Linked DNA regions of Hordeum vulgare: region 2 is linked to region 1. Evidence: chromatin contacts called from public Hi-C data. All regions are on one chromosome and are shown on one strand. The core of a region is the stretch at or near the end of the contact, and the rest is flanking DNA. Distances in the headings are between cores, read along the strand shown. Region 1 holds the start of LOC123443852 (probable inactive receptor kinase At2g26730). Region 2 holds the start of LOC123439954.

Region 1 (7,018 bases), core at 2,657-5,156:
TAGCACTGGCTTGTGCTAAGCTACCCTGCCTACCCATAATGTGTCATGTGTGGATGACAGAATTGACTGAGGCCACGGACCCATGTGTCCTATACTGTAGTGGAGACCAGCAGAGGACGAATTCGCGGAGGACATGCAAGTTTGCCACTTGCGGCCGTAGGACCTCAGATTAGTCAAAATCTCATACTGTCAACTTCTAAACTCAAGAGTAGAGCATGTATACGTAATATGGCCACTGCAACCTCTCTCTCTCGCGCGCACACACACATGTGCAGTAGATTAAGAAAGGGCGTGCTGATTTTATGGTGGCATGATGAATAACGTGCAACCACCGGACTGTTCATTCGGCTGTCATCATCATCTATCCTTTTTTCTGGGCAGGTGAGGCTTTGATCGCAAGCAATTAAGAAGGCCGCGAGGGTCCCCCGCAAAAAAAAGAAAAAGAAAAAAGGGCCGCGAGGGACAACGAGGCACAGACATGGCTCGAGGTGAATGCCTGCTTGCAGCAGCCGAGTGCAGCGTTTTGGTCATGAATTTTTTTCCCACATGCAGTATACACCTATATGATGCTGTGGATTTTCTTTTATTTTTCAGAACTTTTGAAACATAGGAACCATTATTTTCGAACTTTTGAAGAAAAAAAAAAAACTCCATGAAGGACCAAAAGGCCTTTCCCATTAGGGCATGCGCAGCCGGGTAAGAGGCGAGCACTTTTAGGTGGGATCATGGCGGGGAAGTGGTTCGGCACTCACCGCTCACCGCTCACCACGACAACTCATACCCAACATTATTCTACTTGGAGCAGCCCCACCCCCCAATCTTGCATGCTTGCCAGGTACTATGAGATGTACTAGTAGCATGAACATAAACGTCGATGTAGTACTACTTGCTGCTATGCGTACTATAGTAGATAGATGCGAAAATGACTTTTGGAGCTCGGCCTTCATGAAGACCAAAATTCATTAAAACTCATATATTTACATTTTTAAAAAATCTGAAAGAAATACGGATATACATGAAGGCATAACACACATGTGTGTACATTTTTAAAACAAAATACATTGAAATGAGTTATATGCAAAAAAGATAAATTTATGGCTTTTTAACCCATGATACTATTTATCATAAAAGTACATGAATTTGTTCTTTTTTACACATATCGCATCTTAAGGCGTTTCATCCTGGATTTTTGCACACATATACATTTCATTCTTGTGTAGTTGCATATTGTTTTTCAGTTTTTTTTAAACCAAAAAAATTGAATTTTTTTCAAATAAAGGGTTTCATGAAGGCCGATCTCCAAAACGCCCTACTCAGATAGATAGGAGTACTAGCTTCATCGTGCATTTGTTCCACTTGCCAGGGTATTGACTTTGGTTTACAGTGGGGCAACACTTGGGACGCGGCACATGGCACTTGTACCTTGTAGAGGAGCATTTGCGCACCTCTTTACACGCCCAACAGCGCACACGGGTAGTACATACTAGCACTAGCACTAGCACCGGAGGGCATTTCCCACGGCCACAGCAGAAGCAGCCCCCAAATGTACTGTATGGCAATGACAGATATGGCGCCAAGAGTACGTAGTACACCAAACGAGGAGCCTTTCATACTATTCAATGTGCCCCGGCAAATTGCGTTTGCGTTTCTGGATCGGAATGTGAAACCCAGCATTTTATTTTTGGCACGCACCCAGCCAGCCTGAGTAGGCGTAGGCAGTGAGGTGAGGTGAGCTGAGGACCATCATCGCTTTACAGCCCAGACCTCGCAGCCATCGCACCACTCCCTCCGAGTCCGACCACACTTGGGCTGGGCATCATCAGAGAAAAGCCACGACGCAACAGAAAAGATGAAGAAAACAAATGACCATCAAAGAAAAAGGAACATCGCCGAAAAGAGAGAGAGAGAGCAGGGAAAAAGCGCGCCACAACTACTTCCCCGACACATGCTGGTCACATCGAATTCTCTCTCTTTTCCGCCATGGCGAGAGGAATTTTCCAGTAATTAAACTGCCGCGCATCTACCGTTCTATGTAGCCTAGGTGTAGGTGTAGCCACCTGCTTGCGGACGACCATCAATGCCGGACAATTCCGGCAGAATCTTGCACTGCACGGTGCCATTCTGTGTGTCCCCGTCGGTAGCGTGAACGAGTAGTACCATCACTTATTGATGAATTTCTCGCGCGACGCCGGCCTAATTTTTGCCTATGATGGCGCACACGACGCAGCAATCCTAGCCAGGCAAAGCGGGTAGCAGGCAATGCAGTGAGCAGTGATGCTGCGAGTGCGACGGCGATCACGGTGACAAGGGCGGGCGGCGACGTATATTTGGTTTCAGAAAAGAAAACAAGATGATGATGATGATGGTAGGCTGACCGTGGAGCATGGCGGAGAGGCTGCCGTTGGGGAGATAGTCGTAGACGAGGAGCTTCTCGTCCTTGGAGAAGTAGTAGGCGCGGACGGGGAGGAGGTTGCGGTGCTCCACCCTGCCCAGCGCCTCCATGTGCGCGTCGAACTCGCGCCGCGCCACCGCCACGTCCTTGAGCCGCTTCACCACCACCGTCGTCCCCTCCTCCAGCACCGCCTTGTACGACGTCCCCACGCTCCCCTTCCCCAGCACCTCCGCCGACGCGCGCAGCAGGTCCTCCAGGTCGAAGCTGTACCCCGCGCCCTTTCCCAGGAACACCAGCCGGCTCGCCTCCCCCGTGCCGGCGCCGGCGGCCACCGCCGCTGCAGCCGCCGACCCTGAGGTGCCGCCTCCCATGTCGTCCTTGGACGATGACGTCATGCCGGACGCCGGCGGAGCGACTCCTCTTGCTTCCCCCACCGCCGCCGCGGATGTGCCCTTTGGTTGTCCCTCGCGGGCGCCTCTCCGCCGCCGGGACCTCGCGCAGAGCAGGATGGCGGCAAGCAGGAGCAGGGCGACGACCACGGCACCCACGACGATGCCGGCAATCTCCGCGCCTGAGAGCTTCCTCTTCTTGTTAGACACCGCCCCGGGCTCGTCGCCCGGGCTCATCCCGGGAGCCGGCGATGGGGACGGGAAGAATGGGCTGCAAGGGGGCAGCGGTTTGCCGCAGAGCTGGAGGTTCCCGGCGAAGGCGTCCGCCGGGAAGTGCGCGAGGGCCTGCGGAATGGAGCCGTTGAGGCTGTTGTCGGAGACGTTGAAATCCTTGAGCTCCGGGTTGGCGATGCTGGGGATTTTGCCGGAGAGGCGGTTGCCTTGGAGGCGCAGAGAGCGCAAGGATGTGAGGCTGTTGAGCGCGAAGGGGATGGGGCCTGATAGATTGTTGTGGGAGAGGACGAGCCTCTCGAGGGCGGCGAGCTTGGCGACCCCCGCCGGGATGGCGCCGGAGATCATGTTGTTCTGCAGGAAGATGGCGCGGAGGCTGGAGAGCTGGAGCAAGTCGTCGGGGATGGTCCCGATGATGCGGTTGGAGCGGAGCGACAGCACCTGGAGGTTGGGGAGGCGGGCGATGGTGGCCGGTGGGATGGCGCCGACGAGGCCGACCCCCGGGAGGCGCAGCTGCAGGACGGTGGATTGGGCGGCGTCGCACGTGACCCCGACCCAGGTGCAGGCCGGCGTGGAGGTGTTCCAGCCGAGCTTCCGCTCGTGCGGCGTGGCCGTGAGGAACGCCAGCAGCGCGGACCGCTCGCTCGGCGGCGGCTCCGCGAAGGCGAGGCATGCGAGCGACGCGACGACCGCCAACAGCACCGCCGCGGACGCGCGGGGCACGGCCATTGCGACGGACGGACGGGTGGGCGCGTCTATGAAGAAGGCATTGGGGAGCAGAGCCGGAGCCGGAGCCGGAGCCGGCTTATTTGTTGGGGGGCGTGGATTTGGGGAAGAAGGGAGTGGGAATGTGCGCGCCGGGGAGAGTTTTATGCGGTGACTGACTGGCGACTAGTAGCTGGCATCGACGACGCACTGCCACTGGCTCGAAATGGCGCGCACACACACTGCCACAGTGCGCGCGTCCGTGACGGCGTCGGGTGTGCGTCCGTGCGTCCGTGTGCCGCGCTGCCTCGTGATCTGATTCTTTCTGTGGATGCCGAGCCATGTGTTTGGGCTTGTTGGTTTCTGGGCTGGCCGGGTCACCCTCACGCGTTCGAGCATGTTGGTTCCGGGATTTTCAACGAGATCTTGCGCTTGGACGAGTACGAAGGATCAAGCCACCGCAGCTTGACACAGGTCAACGGTTTCCGTGATGCTGTTGATGTGTGCGGTCTCTGATCTAGGATTCACTGGACCGAGATGGACCTTTGAAAGAAGGGTCGCAGGAGGAACCTATACCCGCGTACGCTTAGACAGAGCTTTAACTACTGTGGGGTGGCTGTCTATATTCCCGAGTGCCAGATTAGTGCACAAGGTGGCAGCAACATCCGATCACAACCCTATCTTGCTTGAAACTGAAAGCCTACTGAGCAACCCCGTGAAACGAACTTTTAAGTATGAGATGATGTGGGAATCGCATGATGGTTTCCAAGAGGAGGTGCAACAACATTGGCAGGGCTCTGGAGTGGTCTCAGCAGCAGATTTAAAAAGGAAGATAGACGCGCTGTCAAAAGGGCTCGGGCGCTGGGATACAAATACTTTCGGTAACGTCCGGAAGGAGATAAAACGTCTGAATGGAGATCTAGCAAACCTACGAGCAGATCAAACACGTACCCAACCTTCTAGAGTTGAAATAAAAAATCAGGGATAGACTGTCCGAGCTCTATTTCACAGAAGAGGTGATGTGGCGTCAAAGGTCTCGGGTATCATGGCTCAAAGAGGGCGACAGAAATACAAAGTTCTTTCATCTACGGGCATGCAAGCGTCGACGCAAAAACAGAATCCAGTCTCTGGTACGTGAGGATGGTACTACAGTTGATAATGCTGTTGAGCTAGAGCATATGATCACCGATTTCTACAAACATCTTTAGACATCCGAAGGTATATCCAATATGGAGGACGTACTTAACAGGGTTCCACGTAAAGTTACCCCGGAGATGAATAATCTGCTTACATCAGAGTTTACTCAAGAAGAGGTGAAGGAAGCTTTATTTCAAATGGCACCCACCAAAGCGCCAGGGCCTGATGGATTTCCAGCCCATTTTTTCCAACGCCACTGGAATGTATGTGGCACCGACATCACTGCAGTCACCTTAAAAATTCTGAGAGGAGAAGATGATGTGGCCATACTGAACGAAACTATTCTGGTATTGATACCAAAGGTAACAAGCCCCACACTCCTCACCCTATTCCGTCCTATCAGTCTTTGTAATGTCCTTTATAAAATAGCATCCAAGGTCCTAGCAAATAGATTGAAATCCATCCTCCCTGAGATCATATCCGAAGAACAATCAGCTTTTGTTGGAGGAAGAATCATTACAGACAACATAATTTCTGCTTATGAATGTCTGCACTTTATGAAACGAAGCAAATCGAAGAGGAATGGGTTTTGTGCCTTGAAATTAGACATGATGAAAGCATATGACCGGTTGGAATGGACATATCTGAGCGCTATGATGACCAAACTGGGTTTTGCACCATCTTGGGTTGATCTTATCATGCGGATGGTGAGCTCAGTTACGTTCTCAGTCTTATTTAACGGGAAGAAACTAAACAATTCAGTCCTACGAGAGGAATTCGACAGGGAGATCCACTATCACCCTATCTCTTTTTGTTGGCAGCAGAGGGCCTTTCGTGCCTCCTCAAAAACCACAATGAATCATCGCCTATTCACGGAATTAAAGTGGCACCAACGGCTCCGTCGGTAAGCCACTTACTGTTTGCTGATGATAGCCTGCTGTTTTTCAAATCGAGCTGTCAGGGAGCTACTATGGTATCTTCTTTGTTGGAAACCTATTGTAACGCTTCGGGACAAAGAATTAACCAATCTAAGTCCTCCATTTTCTTCAGCAAAGGGTGTTCAGATGCAGAGAAAGAGAGTATCAAAAACATTCTCAATGTGCACAATGAGAGTCTGAATGACAAATATTTGGGCATGCCCACAGATGTTGGCAGCAGCAAAAATGGGGCGTTTAAATATCTGAAAGGTAGGGTTTTGGGATAAAGTGAAAGGATGGATGGAAAAGATATTATCCTCAAGAGGGAAAGAAGTTCTTATAAAGTCCATTGCGCAAGCAGTCCCGGTTTTCTCTATGGCATGCTTTAAATTGCCCCGTGGATTGTGCCTCCCGATGAAAGGAAGACCAGCTGGGTATCGTGGGAGGTGATGACACAGCCTAAGTATGAAGGTGGATTGGGTTTTAAGGATATTGAACTATTTAACCTAGCCTTACTTGCTCGACAAGCTTGGCGTCTGCTCAAGGCTCCGGATTCCCTAAGGGGCAGGATCCTAAAGGCACGATACTATCCCTCTACTTGCTTCCTGGATTCTCAGCTCGGGAATAACCCTTCACAAATATGGCGAGCAATCATCGAGGGGAACGAAATTCTCAGGCTAGGACTGATCAAACGAATCGGGGACGGCTCAACCACAGAGATATGGAACCACAATTGGCTCCCGGAAGTTGCTTCCATGCGACCTATTGCATGTCTCACGGCCCAACGTCCCACCATGGTGGCCGAGCTCATTGATCACACATCAGCCAGGTGGAACCGGGAGTTGATCACCTCAACTTTTCTACCGATTGATGCGGATGTGATTCTCAACATCCCTCTTAGCACCCGACACTATGAAGATTACTGGTCATGGTCACAGGAGAAGAAAGGGTTGTTTACTGTCAGGTCTTGTTATCGCATGCTCATAACTACTAAGCTCCGAAGGGAAGCTTGGCTCGCAGGCAATGGCGGCCCGGCGGATGTCACCAGAGAGAGGAAATGCTGGGATGAATTGTGGCGGATCCAGGTCCCTTCCAAAATCAAGATTTTCTTATGGAGATTGGCCCAGACTTCTCTACCCACAACAGATGTTCGACACCACCGCAATATGGCACCTACCCGGGCCTGTGCGGTATGCGGGGCAGAGGATTCTTGGATCCACTCCCTGCTTACATGCACCATGGCGCGC
Region 2 (7,018 bases), core at 1,497-3,996, 320 kb after region 1:
CAAGCAAATGTGACAACACGTCGTGCTTGAGTTTTGGTGGTGCTACTTTAGTACAAGGACCAGAGTTTTTAGAGTGAAAAACCTTGGTTGGACCTTTGTTAGTCATACCTAACAATGGCGGTGTTTTGTCATCATTACCTTGTTGAAGGTATTGCACAGAATTTGCTCAATTCTACTCTCAGGATGAATACTTAGGATCTAGTCTTTGACTGAATCCGACAACGGTGACATTGTGTGTCCTTAATTTCGTGAAGGCTTTATTTTTGGAGAACTTCTCACATCGCATGTGTTTTGTATTGAGTTTTTTACCCCGAATCCGAAGAACAAGAATTATATGATAATTTTATATTATCATGAGTAGTATTTACAAAAAAAAAGAAAGGAAAAAAAGAAAAGAGTATATATAACTCAATCGATTTCTTTTCTAGGCCACATAACGAATAATATACTCCCTCCGTCCTGTAATTCTTGTCGCTAGGGATTTTTTTTTTTTTAACTCCAACTTCTCCCGACAAAAGTCACAGTCCGCCTCATCTCACACAACGAGGAGTCCACCACCCTAGTTGCCCTGGCCCCCTCCGCCGGAGCTCCGGTGCTTCCCGCCGCAACTGCATCCTCCTCCACCGGTGCAGGTGCCTCCTCCGCTGCTCCCTCCTATTCGCGCAGCTCCCACTCACTTGCCTCCCCAGCTTTCCCTCCCTTTATCGAGAAAAAGTCCTTCATTTTCCCACGGGCTATGGCACTCTGCTCCGCCTGCATCGGATCCGGCGAGGCTGACGGCGGCTGCGAGGCCCGACGCACCGGATCCGGACCACCACCAACCAAAGACGATGGGAGCCACAGATGCTGCGAGAACCGGGGGACCCAACAACGACAGCAAGCTAAAGTCTCCCCCTTGCAAGGTCAAATGAGGAGTACGACAACGGCGATGTCCTGGAGCAGAACGAGCGACCTGGATGGGAAGGAGGGTAGCAGCAGGACGAGGGACAAAGCTGAGCCGTCTTGCTCCCTTCGGACGACCCTCCATGCCCAACACCCCAAGATCTTCCGGCTGCACAAGGCGAATTACTTGCTCATCTGTTAATTCTTCTGAATATGCAGCAGGATTTTCTCAAACTTAGAGCATAATTTTGCAGCAAGATATATCTCAGATAGCCACTGTGCAATCAGCTCAACAGTGTAAATTTAGAGCTAGATTTTGTCAAACTGAATCTTGCTCAACAGATTTAGTTATGTTGCTAAAATTTTAGTATTTTATACTTCTCTGAATACAAAAGACCTATTCGGCAACTCTTCGCCCTGCACCTTGGCTCGTGAAGCGGCCGGAGCGGAGCAGACTATAGCCTATTTTCTTGGAGTCGCGGAAGTGGTGCACCGTTCGCTCCCCTATTTTACGGAGCTGGATGGTTGCCCAACAGGCTCAAAGTGTACTTCTTATTGCAAGGAAATTTAAAACTCATTTCACAAGTGAGTTAACTGAATTTTGACATAGTAGTTAACTGAATTTACTACCATCTTTACCAAATGCAGTTTACCCATTTGTTTTGCTTCTTACTTTCTGCTATGTTTGCTAAGAGAAGATTAACTTCCTTCTGTAATTATTCACATGATAGATGTGCCAACTTCCTTTCGCAAAATTTTGCCACCTTGACCAACATTTTGACAAACTTACTGCTAGTCTAGAGCCACATGATACCTTGCTAGGTTAGTTATTTTTCTAACCAACCAACGATGCATGCAAATCTGCTAGATAACCCCAAGTCCACAGCAAAGGAGGAAGAAAGTGAAACGTGAAGCTGATCAGCTTATCCATCAGCTAGATAACCCCAAGTGCAACTGGGTTCAGGGCCTATACTTGCTTACCGAAGGAAAAAAGACAAATAATTGGATTTTTTTAACAATGGGTGCTGATGTTTGCATGATCGGTGTTAGTCCAAGCTAATCCAAGTACTGAATTACTCCTTGTTGGAGTACTGTCATTGAAATGTAAATTGAATTACTGTCATATAACAGTAATCTGAATTTTAAACTGGGTATGAAGTAAACTTGCTAGAGTACAAATTTATGCATTACTCCATATTTTTTGAGGTACCTTCATTTACTTCATACTCAAAATTTACTCCAAATTTACACATTACTCCTTGCTGGAGTATTTTTAAAATACTCCTATGGTTAAAATGGTCATGTTGTATAAAGTTCATCTGTATATGTGCTGAAAATTCAATTATACTTGCCTACTAAAAATTCAGTTAAAATTCAGTCACCATTCTGAATTTTGATATTGCTTCATACAGCTCCATCTAACTCCATCTACTCCTCGGCATACTGAATTAAGTCAAATTCAGTCACCATTCTGAATTTTGTAGTTATCATACATTTTGTTCAGAAAACTCACTGAAAAAGATTTGTTCAGTCACCATTTTGTTCAACTCTAGTTGATGTCTAGGAGAAGCAAACTGACCAAAGTAATCAAACATCCGAGGAGTCCCAACAATCTTGTCTCACTTTGATTTGCTCTAAAATTAAGAGTGAATTTGATTGAACTTACTTTGTACCTTCCCTTCAGAGTGCATAGGAGCAGCAACAGTAGGGGCACGGGAGAAGGACAGAAGATAGCAGAGCTCTAACGGTGGAAGCTCGAGGAGAAGCAGCAGCCGGAGCACAAGGAGAAGGTGTAGTCGGAGCTCGAGGAGAGGTAGAAGTGGGAGCTCGAGGACACATAGGAGAGCAGTTTTTGGCGGTGGCATAGGTTTGGCCGGAGGTGGCACAGCAGGTCTGAGGAACGGCGGGAGAGCACTTCTAGGCGGCAGGAGAGGGCCGCAGTGGCATAGGTCTGGGCGATGGCACCGAAGCTGTTCTGGGCGGCGGCAGACCGGGTCATGAGGAATCGTGGCTATAGCTAGACGTGACTGACCGGCGCCGGCCCTGGCAATGTGTAACTCATCCTATCTTTATTTTGGCACGAGGGTCTCGACAGGGATAGAAGCGCACCTCGTCGTTTCGCAAGAATGAATATCATTACAAATACATGTATGGAAGAGATGAGTATAAGGAATTGGCTTGCACGGGTCACAAGCTACAACATGAACAACACAATACAACAATATATTCAATCATCATGTAGAAGAGCATGGTCCGACTATGGATGAAAACAAATGATAAAAGAACAATGTTCATCCTTACTATACCAAGCTGCCGACCTAGAACCCATCCTATGATCGATGAAGAAGAGGAAGAAAAACTCCAAATAGAAAAATCACCGCGCTCACGTCAAAGTATCGTTTTACTTGTACCTGCAACTGTTGTTATAGTAATCTATGAGCCACAGGGACTCAGCAATCTCATTTCCAAAGGTATCAAGACTAGCAAAGCTTAATGTGTGAGGTATGGTTAAGTGGTGAGACTGCAGCAAGCAACTACGCATTTATTTAAGTGGCTAACTTACGAATACACGAATAATAGGAGGTGATCTATTTATAAATGGACGTGAACTAATATTTATTAAGAAATGATCCTGAACACATACTTATGAGTCAAACACAACCCCACTGTGTCCTCTTTCGGATGCAGAACTCACGATAAGAGACAGTCACGGGTACACACTCAGTTGACATATTTTAATTAATTTTACTTCAAGTTCACTATGACCGGATGTTAAACAAAGTTTTCAAGTTGTCACATAAACGCGGGCATGGCTTTCCGAAAGACTTAACCCTCTAGAGGTGTTCCAACTAGTCCATCAAAAATTACCAAAAGCTGCCCTGGAGAGAAAAGCTCAACTTAGAGATAGCCGAGGTATCCTCGATATCCCACTGAACGAGACCTTTGATAAGAGTAAAACAAACCCAACAAGACCGCCTCGCTGGCCAGATCACAATAGGAGCCGCACGTATCTTTTTTCCAGGGCATTACCAGATGAGCTACGCGTATAGTGGCGTGATAGAAATCCTCAAGTTGCCCCGGGGTGGCCCCACATAGTGCTCTATTTAGGACCAGCATCATCAACACTAGCCCTCACTGTATTAGGTTGAATAACGAACCTCAGGTAGCGCTAACTCCCTATGCATCAAATTAATTATTAGTGTTATTATGTTGCGCTTGTGCTTCACCAAGTTAAATTGATGACAATCAACGGATTAAGCACACTATTTATTGTTCTTGAAAAGATTGAAGAGAGATAAGAGCACAAACTTGAAGAAGTCTTCAACGACAACACCGGAGGAATTCACAAATGAATGAGGATACCAAGAATGAATGAAGATACATGGGAACGAATAGACCACGATCCGCCTAATAGAAAACTTAAACGAAGCACCGAAATAATTGAGATATGAACGAAGAGACAACAATTGAGAAGAATATGAGAATGAAAGCTGAAAGCTGAGAATGAAGAAGTCTTCTGAAATTCTGGCCTTCGGAGGATCGAGAAATGAACACGACACTAAAATGCACTAGATAGATATGGAAGGAATTACTCATGATTGGAAACAATTTGAAAGGATAGCAACAAGCTGAAACATGAATCTTCAAAAGAACAGACTAAGAATTAAGAGAAACTTTCCTTCGGTCTTCCGAGCTGAGAATGATGGCAAGAATCACCATCAAGAATTATTCAGACACTCCGAAACAATGAATAAGGAAAAATTTGAGCCAATGATGAAAATAATTTGAAGCGATCTTGAGAAGGAATGTGACTGATGGAATCCATACTTACGTCATGCTTTAAAGAATTAGATATCTCCGGAAAAGATTAGAAGAGTCGGGTAAGATCCTGGGACAAGCATGTGGGTTATGGGCCCACTCAAAGAATACACTGTTGAAATGATTGCTAAGAAAAGAGAGATTGCACCGGTAAATGAAACTTGATGAGAAGAGATCTTGAATTAATTGAAGGATTGAATGAAAACACGAATCTTCTGATATATCTTGTGCACTCCGAATAGAAAGAGAGGGATGAATAAATAAGAGAGGCTTGGATACGAATTTCCAACACATGAAATCATTTAACAAATGGAAAGGATATGATGAGCACCGAAATCTTGAATTGAATCCAACGGAGAAGAAAACAATAATGAAGAATGATGAACTTAACACTTGAGCATCTTCACAATAAATCACCGGATACAATATGGAAGAAAGAAAATAAATAGCGGAAGCATCAATGAAAATAAATTCTCTTGGATGGTAACTTAATCATTTAAGAAAAAAGGTTGGAGGGTGGGGAAAATAAAGACAACTTGGGACATATGAGGCAAACTCCGGAAAGAAATATGAGGATTGATCTTGCAAATATTGGAGAGGATTGAATTGTCTTGAAGAGAAGCACACAGATTGAAAGAATTTCATGACAACTCCAGTTGAACAAATGGATTAGCATTCCCATAAAAATATGAGTACACCACTTAGGAAATATATGAAATTAACACTTACGTCGAAGCAACTCGAATTACCATATTCCAACAAAACAAATTATGAGGCTTAGTAAACAAGCCGGAAGCAAATTCATGGCACATATTTCGTCCGATATTTTCGTGGTAAGGTTCGCATGGGATCGATCATACATTGGATTGTCATATTGAAATGATGCTCAAATATGCTCCCTAGGCGTAGTGAACTACAAGGGTTGACGGAGCATATGTGACAAAGCATATTGAGGTTGTCCTCTATAAGAAAGATCGTAAACAAACGAATCCACTAGATGTCGAATCCCACCTCACATTATACATCTGTTGGAATATAGCCTAGGTAACTACTTGAATTCCCACCTGAGAACTTTCGAAATCTTTCTTGGTTATTGTCGGTGCAGGTGTGCACACGGTCACCTATGGGACCTTCGGGCTCCATGTGGTTCGGTGGGGAGGTTGTATCACACAAAAAGCGGAGACTATGAAACAACACAGTGATGAGACTCGGGATTTTTACCCAGGTTTGGGCCGCTGTGAAGTATAAAACCCTACTCCTGCTTTGATGGATTGATTGGGGAAGATGAAGTTCACATGGAGCTATTCCCCGACAAGGGTTGCCGGGGAGAGCTAGCATGTGTGTATGCTTACACTTGGCTCTAATCCCAAGGGGGCCTAATTTACCAAGTGTCAAATCTCTAAGCGCTCGAATGCCCAAAGACCCAAATCCTTTGCTAGGTTGCCTCGAGACTCCTTTTATAGTTCAAGGGGCATCCACAGTGGCAACTGACATGATCAGATAGCTAAAAGTGCTATCATACCTAACTCTGACACTTAAGACAGAGCACCATAAATGCGGCCCTAGGTGGCGAGCGGGGTGCGTTCCTGGCAGGCCTCTGCTGCCTATGAGCTGGCCACGGCTTGAAGTCTTGACATGCCTCTAGACGGGTGTCAACAGGTTGCAACTTGTGTTTCGACTCGGCGCCACATAGCTAGTGAGATCCACCTAGCCATCTAGAGGCTCGACACCTCATCGACAAGTGACTCGTGTAGCGATGAGGTGGAGCTGTGGCATGATGGTCCACGCCTGCCGGGGAGGCGCCTTGCCGGGTCCTAGTGAGGATGATTACACCTTCGCCCCCGGTAGATGCCAGGGGTTCTTGGAGCGTCTTGGGCTGTTGGTGTTGGTCTTGAGAGGTGATGCTTCCGACGCCCGCACATAAGTCAGGGGCACTGGGTACCCCATTATTAGTGCACCGACAGTTATCCCATCAAGTTGCGGGTTGAGAACCTACTCAATGGAATCAGCTACAAACCTTTCCTGCAACTGTCAACACATATAGAAGAAGTTCCGCAAATTCATCTACCTCGGGCATTGGTAAAAAAAACAACGATACTAGATGATACGTCCATTTTGCATCATGTTTTCATGTTGATATTTATCGCTTCTTGGGCTGCTATTTCACTTCACGGTACAATTCTTATGCCTTTTCTCTCTTATTTTGCAAGGTTTACATGAAGAGGGAGAATGCCGGCAACTAGAATTCTGGCCTGAAAGTGGAGCAAGTTTGAGATACCTATTCTGCGCAACTCCAAACGCCGTAAAAATCAACGAG

What was found. A called contact is a pair of places that touch in the nucleus more often than the background predicts.
Region 2: a Hi-C map of leaf shows a contact between it and region 1, with 2.5 times the contacts expected there. The contact joins the promoter of LOC123439954 here to the promoter of LOC123443852 in region 1. A contact is called at or near these places in 2 of 6 Hi-C or Micro-C datasets (leaf and seedling) and 1 of 1 datasets of contacts at active chromatin or transcription factors (embryo).

Annotation. Positions count from the first base shown.
Region 1 is chr3H:357,806,631-357,813,648 of MorexV3_pseudomolecules_assembly, forward strand. LOC123443852 (probable inactive receptor kinase At2g26730) reads right to left here and starts at 3,907. Exons shown (of 2, transcript XM_045120391.1): 1 at 2,376-3,907. The coding sequence starts at 3,741.
Region 2 is chr3H:358,128,875-358,135,892 of MorexV3_pseudomolecules_assembly, forward strand. LOC123439954 reads right to left here and starts at 2,747. Exons shown (of 2, transcript XM_045116567.1): 1 at 2,549-2,747; 2 at 331-1,051. The coding sequence starts at 2,747. The coding sequence ends at 882. It overlaps LOC123439955 (a long non-coding RNA gene), which reads left to right and starts at 1,035. Exons shown (of 2, transcript XR_006630232.1): 1 at 1,035-1,467; 2 at 2,567-2,985.